Regions from separate parts of the Rattus norvegicus genome. Here region 2 is linked to region 1. The links are chromatin contacts, called in public Hi-C maps. All regions are on one chromosome and are shown on one strand. Each heading gives the region's core, a stretch centred on a gene start, on an enhancer-like site or on the middle of the called end of the contact. The rest is flanking DNA. Distances are from core to core; before and after follow the strand shown. Region 1 overlaps Dnaaf11 (dynein axonemal assembly factor 11). Region 2 holds the start of Phf20l1 (PHD finger protein 20-like 1).

Region 1 (4,761 bases), core at 1,222-3,721:
TATATATACACATATATATGTCTGTCAGATCACCACAGACTATGTTAGCCAGTTATGCCATTGTGATCAGTTTGTTGCATTAAGATGGTTTTAGTTTGGAATAGAATTGACAGGTGGAATGGAAGTACAGAAGTCATGGGGGAAAAGATCAAACTGTTAGTATTGTAACTGATGATCTTAGTTCCTTTTCTATTATTGTGAAGCGATACCATGACCAGGGCAACCTAGAGAAGGAAGGTTGGAGCTGGCTCACAGGTTCAGAGGGCTCATGGCCATCACAATGAGGTTATCGCAAAAGACAGGCAGGCATGGCACAGTAGCTGAGAGTTTTCATGAGGAGACAATAACTACAAGGTTGAGAGAGACACACTAGTAAAGGCATGGACTTTTGAGGTCTCAAAGTCTATTTCCAATGATACTGCTCCTCCAACAAGGCTACACCTCCTCCAACAAGGCCACACCTCCTCCAACAAGGCCACACCTCCTCCAACAAGGCCACACCTCTTTATCTTTCCACTCTACCCAAATAATTCCACCAACTGGGAACCAACCATTCAAACATATGAGCCATTGGGGACCCATTCTTATTCAATCCATTACACTGATAAAGCTTTTAGCAGAATGTAACACACACTATTAAGTAGATAGATTTGCTAATACTTTCCTCAGCATAAATCTCAGTTATAGGGCAAGCTGAGCAGCCACAGGCTTCCGCTGTCCAAGCAGGTTCATGTTTTATGGCAGGAAAGAGCTGGCAAGGACATCTAGAAGAAAGGAAGGAAAGAAGGAAGGAAGGAAAAGGAAGGAAGGGAAGAGAGACTGTACATGCCAGGTTTCTTCTCCCAATTTACCCATTGGATAAATTGATCTTTTCCTGTACCCTGCATTCCTCTTTGTCCTAACAATGAGTTAAGAGGCAGATAATGGGTGAACTGCAGTCATTGAGTGGGATCCTACCATAAGGGGACAAATGGAGAGTCGCTTCTTAAAGCAACTCTACCTTCATGGTTAAAGCACGCAGAGGTTCTGGCACCAGGTAGACTTGTCTGTGAACCCCTCCTCTGTCCCATATTTGTGATCTGTGTAAAAATAAGCAGGTCAGTTAAGCTGACCAAGACCGAATTGGCTTCTTCATAAAACAGTGCTAACAGGTGCAGGATGGCATAGGATGGTGGGAGGATTATTGTGTTTACAGTGAGATAGTGTTTAGCGATGAAAGCTGCCAAGCTACTTATGCTATTACTTAGCCCAGGTTGCCTGCTTAGCCAACTGAAGCCAGAGGCAGAGGAGAAATGAATAGCATTGGGAATAGATGGAATGAATTGAGATAGAAAGAGTCCAGGAATTAAATTCGTGTTGAGGTAATAGCTAACTTTTCAGGGATGTTCAGAGGTTCTCAACAGGAGGCACTTAGTCATGGCTGGAGACATTTTGGTTAAGATAGATATGTGTGTGTATGCACACACACATGCGTGCATGCGTGCATGCCTCTGTGTGTGTGTGTGTGTGTGTGTGTGCATGTGTGCATGTGTGTGTGTTGGAGGTGTATGCTACCAATCCTACCCCAGCAGAAGCCAGGGATACTACTGCAGGACAAGAATTATCCAGCCCAAAATGCTAACATTACTGAGGCCGAGAAAACCTGATAGCATGGGTGCCTCTAATTTTGTGGAAAATTGAAATTTTGCTAGATTATAAAAAGCCCAGATTTGCATCACTTTGGGAAGATTTAGTAAAACTATATATTTCTTCAGATAAATATACTTGGTGTCTTTTGCCTTACCAGGAACTGGAAACTCTGGCACACTGTTCAATTAAAAAGGCGGTTAGATAAAACCAGCAGCTTTTATTCATGGGCACTTTGCAGAACGGTGCTAATTGTACAGATCTCAAAAGAGTTCCCGAAATTTTAATCTCCACAGCTGGGTCCATCACAATTACTAATTAGCAGCATAGTATTTCAGGCCTTTTCAGGGCTGTGAGAAAGCTTAAATTTTTGCTTCCGAAATATTCTTAAATTAAACACTCTTTTAAATTCTAATAATGGGATTTTTTCAATGCTGCTCCACCCCTGGGCATTTAGACAAGTGTTTAGCAAGTGAAAGTACTTCTCTAGGATCCACACATGCTGTCCTACCATTGAGGTGGAAGTTTGCAAAGCAACTGCCTTTCCTAGAGCTCCCTGGCTCACCCAGTAGGACAGATGGGCTGTGGGAGGAAGGCTCTGCTCAGCTATGAAGCAAGTGTGAGCTAAGGACCATCTGGGGTCCCACCAGAGTGCAGAGCCTGGGGGTGGGGTAGCCATCAGTGATCTGCTCTCTCAACACATCCCCGGTGAGCATTGTAAAGATGGAAGGCAGCCGCTGGTTCTCAAGCCTCTTTCACCTGAATAGAGATTTGATCAACCAGAAGTCTGTGGGTCTGGTCCTGGCATTTGGGGACTCTGGCTGTCACAGTGGTTTGGGCTTGAGCTCTCACACTTCTTACAGGCTGCTAAGGAGGTCACTTATGGAATCTTTGCCCATCTTCTGGCCAGTTTGCTCCCTGCCTCTTGGGGGTTGAACTGAGGAAATTCCTCTTGTACAACTCTTGTATTGATTTCCACTGTGTGGCTCCAGCATTTGAGGGCTATGGAAATAACAAAAGAGGGATGAAGAGTTCTTTGCAAGTCACGCATCCCACTGTGGGATGACTATTTTCGTTCTGGATGTAGATGAGACACTCTGCCTTTCCTGATCACTGGCACACAGAAACCTCCAAGTATGTTGATGGCTGAGTGCTCAGCTGTCCTTAGAGACCCTTTTGTAATCATTAGTACCACTTGAGTAATTTAATCACTAAGAAAGCTTAATTCATTCTTAGATTCTCATTTTAAAAACTCTCATTTTAAAATTATATATATATACATATATATATGTTTAGATGAGTAGTGCTTAGTGCAATGATAGTAAGTCATGTCTACTATTCATAATATGTCAGAGAACCTAGGAGAGCAGCATTGCTTAGGTGAGACAGGGATGCCATCCTTCTTTTTTGTCTCAAATAATTCTCCTTTTAGGAGAAGGTGTAATGATTTACTGGAATCAAATCCTTTTGGCTCTATCATTTACTATCAGAAATATGCATTAATTTACTATATATTAGCATATGAATGTACACACACACACACACACACACACACACACACACACAGCCTGTGAGATGGCTCAGTGGGTAAGATGTTTGCCTCCAAGCTGATGATCTAGGTTCAACTTCCAGGATATATGTAGTGGAAGGAGAGATATGACTCCCACAAGTTGTCTTCTGATGCCCACATATATCCTGTGACACATTCTACCATACCCACACATTTGCACACAATACATAAATGTAATTAAATGGCTTTTAAAATGTAATGTAGGTAAAATACTTAGAATATGATATGGCAAATACAAAATAGCTGTGTCTTACAATCAACTATTTTAGAAACACTTCATTCAACAGTGATTCTTTGACTAGCTCATACTTGTTTTGTCTGAATGACCTTTAAGATTTTTTTTAAAACATAATCTAATGGCAGGTTAATTTTAGCTGTAAGTAAAGGAAAACCAATTTCTCATGGCTTGCCAGTAAGGAAACCTATTATCTGTCCAACTATAGTTTGTGATAAAGTGAACTCCAGAGGCAGTGGGTCCCTTTTCTCTGTTCCACCACCACAGAGTAAACGTTATTTCCAGCTGGTTCCTTTGTGATCAAGCAGGATGACTAAAGGGGTAACTGTTCTATCCTTGTTACAATCTTGTAGTAAAAAGAGATACACTGTCCCAAGGCACAGAGCATGGAGTTTTTGCCTAGCTGACTTTGAATACTTGTGGTGTGTGTCCCTTTCTTTTGCACATGGCTGCCAGAAAATGCTACAGGCAAATCCTAAGTTCTGCTGCCTTCAAAACTGAGCAGAAGTTACTGAGTACTGTACACTAGCCGGCTTGCCCAAACATAGCCCGGTGGTGTTGGAGATGGATAGGAACGTGTGCAAACATTGGTACTCCTAAGAAGAAGGGAGGAAGAGAGGCTAGCTCTGCAGGCAACCTAGTGTGTGCTGTATAGGTGCGCTGTCTAGTTTTATGTCAACTTGACACAAGCTTGAGACATTTGAGAAGAGGGGACCTCCATTGAGAAAATTTCCCCACCAAACTGGCCTGTGGGCAACAATGTGGTGCATTTTCTTGATTGATGATTGATGTGGGAGAACTTAGATCAATGTGTGTGGTGCCTCCCCTGGGCTGGGAGTCCTGGATGACATAAGATAGCAAGCTAAGTAAGCCATGTGGACAGCGCCTTAAGCAGCACTCCTATGCTTCCTAAGCACCCACTTGCAATTTCATGCCTCGCGAGTTTCTTCTGCCCTGATTTTCTTTAGTGCTGGATGTTATCAGGTAGTTAAGAAGAAGCAAACCCTTTCCTCCCCAAGTTGCTTTCCATCAAGGTGATTTATCACAGCAGTAGAAAACACAACTAAGACAGTAAAGTTCTGAAAAGCCACTAGCCACACACAATCCTTTGCTTATCTGTATCGCTTTCATGACAAGTTATAAAATAATATTCTCTCTTAAAGGTCCATTAATTGTATTATTTGTATTTCAGAAAATGTTAGCAAACTGAAGAAACTTGAATACTTGAACTTAGCATTGAACAACATTGAAAGAATTGAAAACTTGGAAGGTAAGAATTTTCCTGTTTCTCATGGAGGCAATAAAAACTTGAAAGTAGCTTTAAGAAGTA
Region 2 (4,816 bases), core at 1,995-4,494, 97 kb before region 1:
CAATGGTGAGAGAAAACGCCAAAGTGTAGCTATGTTAGGCCCTTCTCCAAAACAAATGAGTGTCAGAAGGGAGCAAAGGCACCACTTATTCCAGGCACAACATATCAAATGCTCCTCTCAGTGCCCCAAGAATGGCAACAAGAGGACATTAGCCTGGAAGGTAGAGTGATGAGCCACTAATAAAAACAAGTAACTCATTCTCTTATTCTTAGTGCTGTGAGCCGATGACCCCTGAAAGCTGTTTCCTTCCTCTCCAAGGAAAGGAAGACACATGGGTATCACACTAGCAATATCATTCTTCCCTACACCACCATGTCAGTGATATGCATGGGGTGTTTATACTGACCACCTGCCATAGATGACCAGAACAAGAGGAGAAAGTGCCGCTGAGAGGACTGTCTTTCTAGTCCAACTGTCAACTACAAGGTTCTGCTCTTTAAGAAAGGAGAGGGTTAGGTTGTGATTTTGGTTTTCAGTAGGATAGTAAAGAATGTACCCTGTGAAAGTACAAGTCCTAATCATTATGTATCTGCTAAACAGCAAGAAAACAAACACACTGTGGTTTTTACACATTTTAGGAACTAAATATGTGAATTAGCTTTCTTTGACCTCTGCCAATAAATATAATCGTGTTACTCAACAGTAACATCCTCTCTGTTTGTCATTTACTCTAGACACTTTCAAATCTCAAACAGCTAAAATACTGTGCAATGTCTGAAGTTTTTAAATACTAAACCTAAACCCAATGTGTATGTGTATTCAAACGATGAATATACTCATGTGACTGACACAGAGTTAGAATAGCAACTAACTTATTAAAGCTACGAATTTTGTGCTTTGGGCCAATATTCTGTTGTTTTTTCCATACCATTTCTGTAAGTAGTCGAGTGCCTCCAAACGAGCACCAATCTCAAAAGTGATTCCAGGACGGTTTGGGGGCTTTTTACTCATCTTGAGATCCTATTCTTCAGTGCTTTCTTTCCACTACCTCAAGAGGAAAAAAGAAAGTTAGATTCTAATGCATGAGATGATGCACATGGAATATGGTTTAAAGGAATAGACAGAATTTAACTAATTTCAAAATAATTCATGGGCTATTACAATATTTGCCAGACTTTTAATTGAACAATCACCAATACTTGTAGGTAGGATGCAACTTGAATGCAATCTTGTAGGACATTTATAAAAAGAATACAGAAAAGAAAATCAGCTAAAAAGAATAGTCAAGCTATTGAGACTATTAGCTAAAATGCCTCAAACCTTAACTTAAAAGAAAAAAAGGGCTCAGGAAAGTTCCACCCAAAGAAGGTTGAAAATGCTGTAGTTTTAAAAATTAAGACAATTCTGTTTACTGAAATCCTTGAAGGGAACAGCTTAATCGTCTTCCACTTAATTTCCAGAAATCATTTAGTATGTCAAAATGTACGACCCTATGAAAATCGCCAAAAGCATGGAGAAAGCAGTAAACAAGCACTGTGTCAGGGTGGACTCTAACCAATCCTCCTGGAAGATCAGGAGAGTTAGTTAGTACATACTATCTCAGCACCACACCACAGGGTAATCTGAACATAAAGAGTTGGCAAAGGATTTTTCTTTATCAGTCCTGCCAGACTCTGAATACGGTTTCTATCATTAACTCAACATACTACCCACAATGAAAATTTAAAAAAAGTTTCTCATTAAAAAGACAAAACAAAAACAAAAAACAGCAGAGGAGTCTGTAGCCCATTCACATGTGAAGTATTTACTGTTCTTTTAAACATACTGGCTGCCTAGCACACGTGAGGCCTTTTTTGCTACTGAGTATTTGAAGTAAATGCATACCTTCTCAAAGTATCAATAGTGGAAAGAAAATAATAATTGGTAAGCACAGTCTCAGCAAAATAAAACCGGTTGGTAATCAAGAAGCTAAAGCTGCTCTTTTTGGAGGGAGATGCTTAAAACGTGTTTTTCGTTACTGTTCACTAGGCTCTCTACCTTAAAAAAAAAAAAAATAAACCCCACACAAATGAAAAATCTTATGTTTTAGCCACTGTTTAAAATAGGTAAAACATAACAGCAAACAGAATTGCTGTCTCCCCCCCCCCCATTTTTTTTTTAGAATCTGAAAAGGGAAGAAAAAAATAGCATCAATGCTTGTTAGAAAAATATGGGGGATCAAGTTTACAAGGTCATGGCTAAGGGGCTATAGAATATCCTGGCATGGCATCAGTGAGGTTAAGATTCATAGCCAGGACACACTAGGTGTAATGGGGACAAACATAAATATTTTAAATAGAAATCTTGTAAGTTTGCAACATACAAGGCTGTTGCTTCAATGTACAGAAATAGAATCTGAAGAGGCAGTTTGCCAGTTATGCTAACATTTCCTAAGATCAAACTTCCAGCCTGTAAATCTAATCCCCCAGTGACTCTCAGGAATGAGGCACCTCAAAAGGCATGGATGATTTCCATTTTCTTGTTAGGAGATGGGAGACTGTGGGAAGTTGCTGAATTAAAAACTTTTACAAAAGACAATTTGCTGGACAGACCCTTAAAGTGAAACTGTGTAACAGGGTAGAAGGAAACAAAAAGGAATGAAGAGAGAAGGGAAAGCGGTAAAAAGAACTGCGATGTAAGGATGGTGGAAGTGAGCAGAGATGACAGTGAGAGGAAAGAGACAGACACACAGAGCTAGTAGGTGGTGAGGGAAACACCGCGAAGCTAAGCAGAGATGTGGGACCAGGCGGGCCCGCAGGGGTGTCAAGGGGAGCCAGGAAAGGCCGCGGCGCGGCTGGCCCTGAGCCCGGGAGCTGCAGGTTGACAGCCGCTGGCCCGGCAGGGGAAGGAAGGCGGGGGAGCGCGGCGGCGCGCAGACAATAGGGTCAGCGGATGGCAGGGAGCGGGACGCCGGACGAGAGCAACGCGGGGGCGAAGGCGGCCCGGGGACCCCGCAGCCTCCTGGCCCCTCCGCCGCCTCTTACCGACTCGGCCTCGTCTCCGCACAGCAGCCGGGCCGTCCGGGGCCGAGCCGGGTCGCGTCAGGGCGGCCAGCGCGGGCCTCGTCCGACTCTGCCCGGGCAGCGGTAGGGGAGGAAGCGGGCGCTGAGCAAGCCGGGCCCGCGGCGCCGCGTCGGCCCGAGGACGCGCTAGAGGAAGCGGGGTCCGAGCCCTCAAGCCCACTCCGGGGTCGCTACCATCGCAGCCGCCTTCGCCTTCGCCGCCTTCGCCGCCGACACCGCCGCCGGCCAGCCCTGACGCGACGCCGGCCGGGGACGTCAGCCGCCCGCGACGCGCCGGAAGCGGGCTGGGTTGCATCACGTGGTTCACGAGGGCCGGGCTGGCGCAGTGCAGCGGATTGGAGGACTACTATGGGGGTGTGGCTTCAGCCCGGGCTGGCTCCTTGCCCATAGAAGGGACCTGCGCAGTAGATTCTCCTTGGTGGGTTAAAAGGATGATATTTTGTGATTGTTGTTGCTTTCTAACAAATCCCACTATTTGACACATTGGCCAAACTTATCAATGCACCACACACTTTTCCATTTTCTTGTGAGGAGATGGGAGACTGTGGGAGGCAGCTGAATTAAAAACTTTTACAAAAGACAATCTACTGGACAGACCCTTAAAGTGAAACTGTGTAACAGGGTCTTTTCTAACCCGCACTAAGGATAGACGCAAAGTCAGAATTGTCTCTCTTGTTTTTGGTTTGGTTTGGTTTTTTCCTTCCCTTTTCCTTTCTTTTTTAAATGGATAATCTCTTTTCAATGAATACTTTCTCACCGACACTCTGCTATAAATATATCACATGACAGTCACAACTGCACACTTATTGTCCAATTTCAGAAAACTTTATAAACCACATAAAAGATTCTTAAGAATCTTTTAAAATTCTTAAGCCGTTTAGGGCAGTAATAGAACAAGTCTTCACAGTTAATGGTGTAGGACTACCTCTATTGAACACCTATCATGAACCAAAGTCTATATTAAGCAGAAGAATCTCTGTCCCAGCTTTGAGAAGATTTACAAGTGCTCATTCAAAGCAATACTGAGAGAAACATCTTTTTTTTTTCTTTCTACTCCATCACTCTGCCTCCCACGTTTTAAAAGTGCATCACTGCATACAAATGACACTTATATTTATCTTGCTTCATCATGAACAGTGAAAATAGCAACGTTTTCTCTAAATTTCAAGAGATTTGGTAAATTGAGAAAATGTTCATAATCGTCCTTTTATTCAAAAGACACTTACTCAAATGTATGTGCAGAATTACACTGAGCTTAGTGTAACGCTACAAACAATATAGATAAGACAACTCCTAGATGACATTTGTCTTCATGTTCTTCTTTTCAATATCTGAGAAATTTCAGCTGTGGTTGCCATTAGTCCAATACAATTAAGATTTCTAGAATCTTCTGTCACAAGCAGAATTATACTTTCCATTTATCTTAATATTATGTGTGGTTATTTAATTTGACATAAAATTAAAACAGGTAAGATTTATCACAAAAAAAAAATGTCAATGTGAGATGCCCAGCTCAACAAATTTTCTGTCCTCAGTGCTGCGCTTGGCAATGTTTGCAATAATTACTGTTTTAGCAGTACATGTCTTTGATACATTAGAATGAGTGCAGGAATTACATATCACCTAAACCACACATGCAATTAAAAACATTTAATTTAAACAGTAAAATGTACAATGTTGACAAATGAAAGATATATATTTATAAATCAGGATCATTTGTTTCAGAATCTGACCTAAATGTAAGGACTCTTAGAGGAAGCGTCAACCCTTCATCAAATGGGATGGAAAATATTAGAATCTAATGAATTTAGTCT

Evidence for each region. A called contact is a pair of places that touch in the nucleus more often than the background predicts.
Region 2: a Hi-C map of frontal cortex shows a contact between it and region 1, with 4 times the contacts expected there. The contact joins the promoter of Phf20l1 here to the enhancer-like site in region 1. A contact is called at or near these places in 4 of 12 Hi-C or Micro-C datasets (the A7r5 cell line, Schwann cells, frontal cortex and 1 more).

The regions. Positions count from the first base shown.
Region 1 is chr7:100,120,066-100,124,826 of GRCr8, reverse strand. It overlaps Dnaaf11 (dynein axonemal assembly factor 11), which reads left to right. Exons shown (of 12, transcript NM_001025659.2): 3 at 4,624-4,701. Among named protein-coding and RNA genes, the nearest start is that of Dnaaf11, 12 kb to the left of the region's middle. Within about 2 kb of position 2,471, at least 4 of the 93 cell types and tissues checked have an H3K27ac peak or open chromatin away from gene starts, as enhancers often do.
Region 2 is chr7:100,218,067-100,222,882 of GRCr8, reverse strand. It overlaps Phf20l1 (PHD finger protein 20-like 1), which reads right to left and starts at 3,244. Exons shown (of 21, transcript NM_001271439.1): 1 at 2,964-3,244; 2 at 869-988. The coding sequence starts at 951.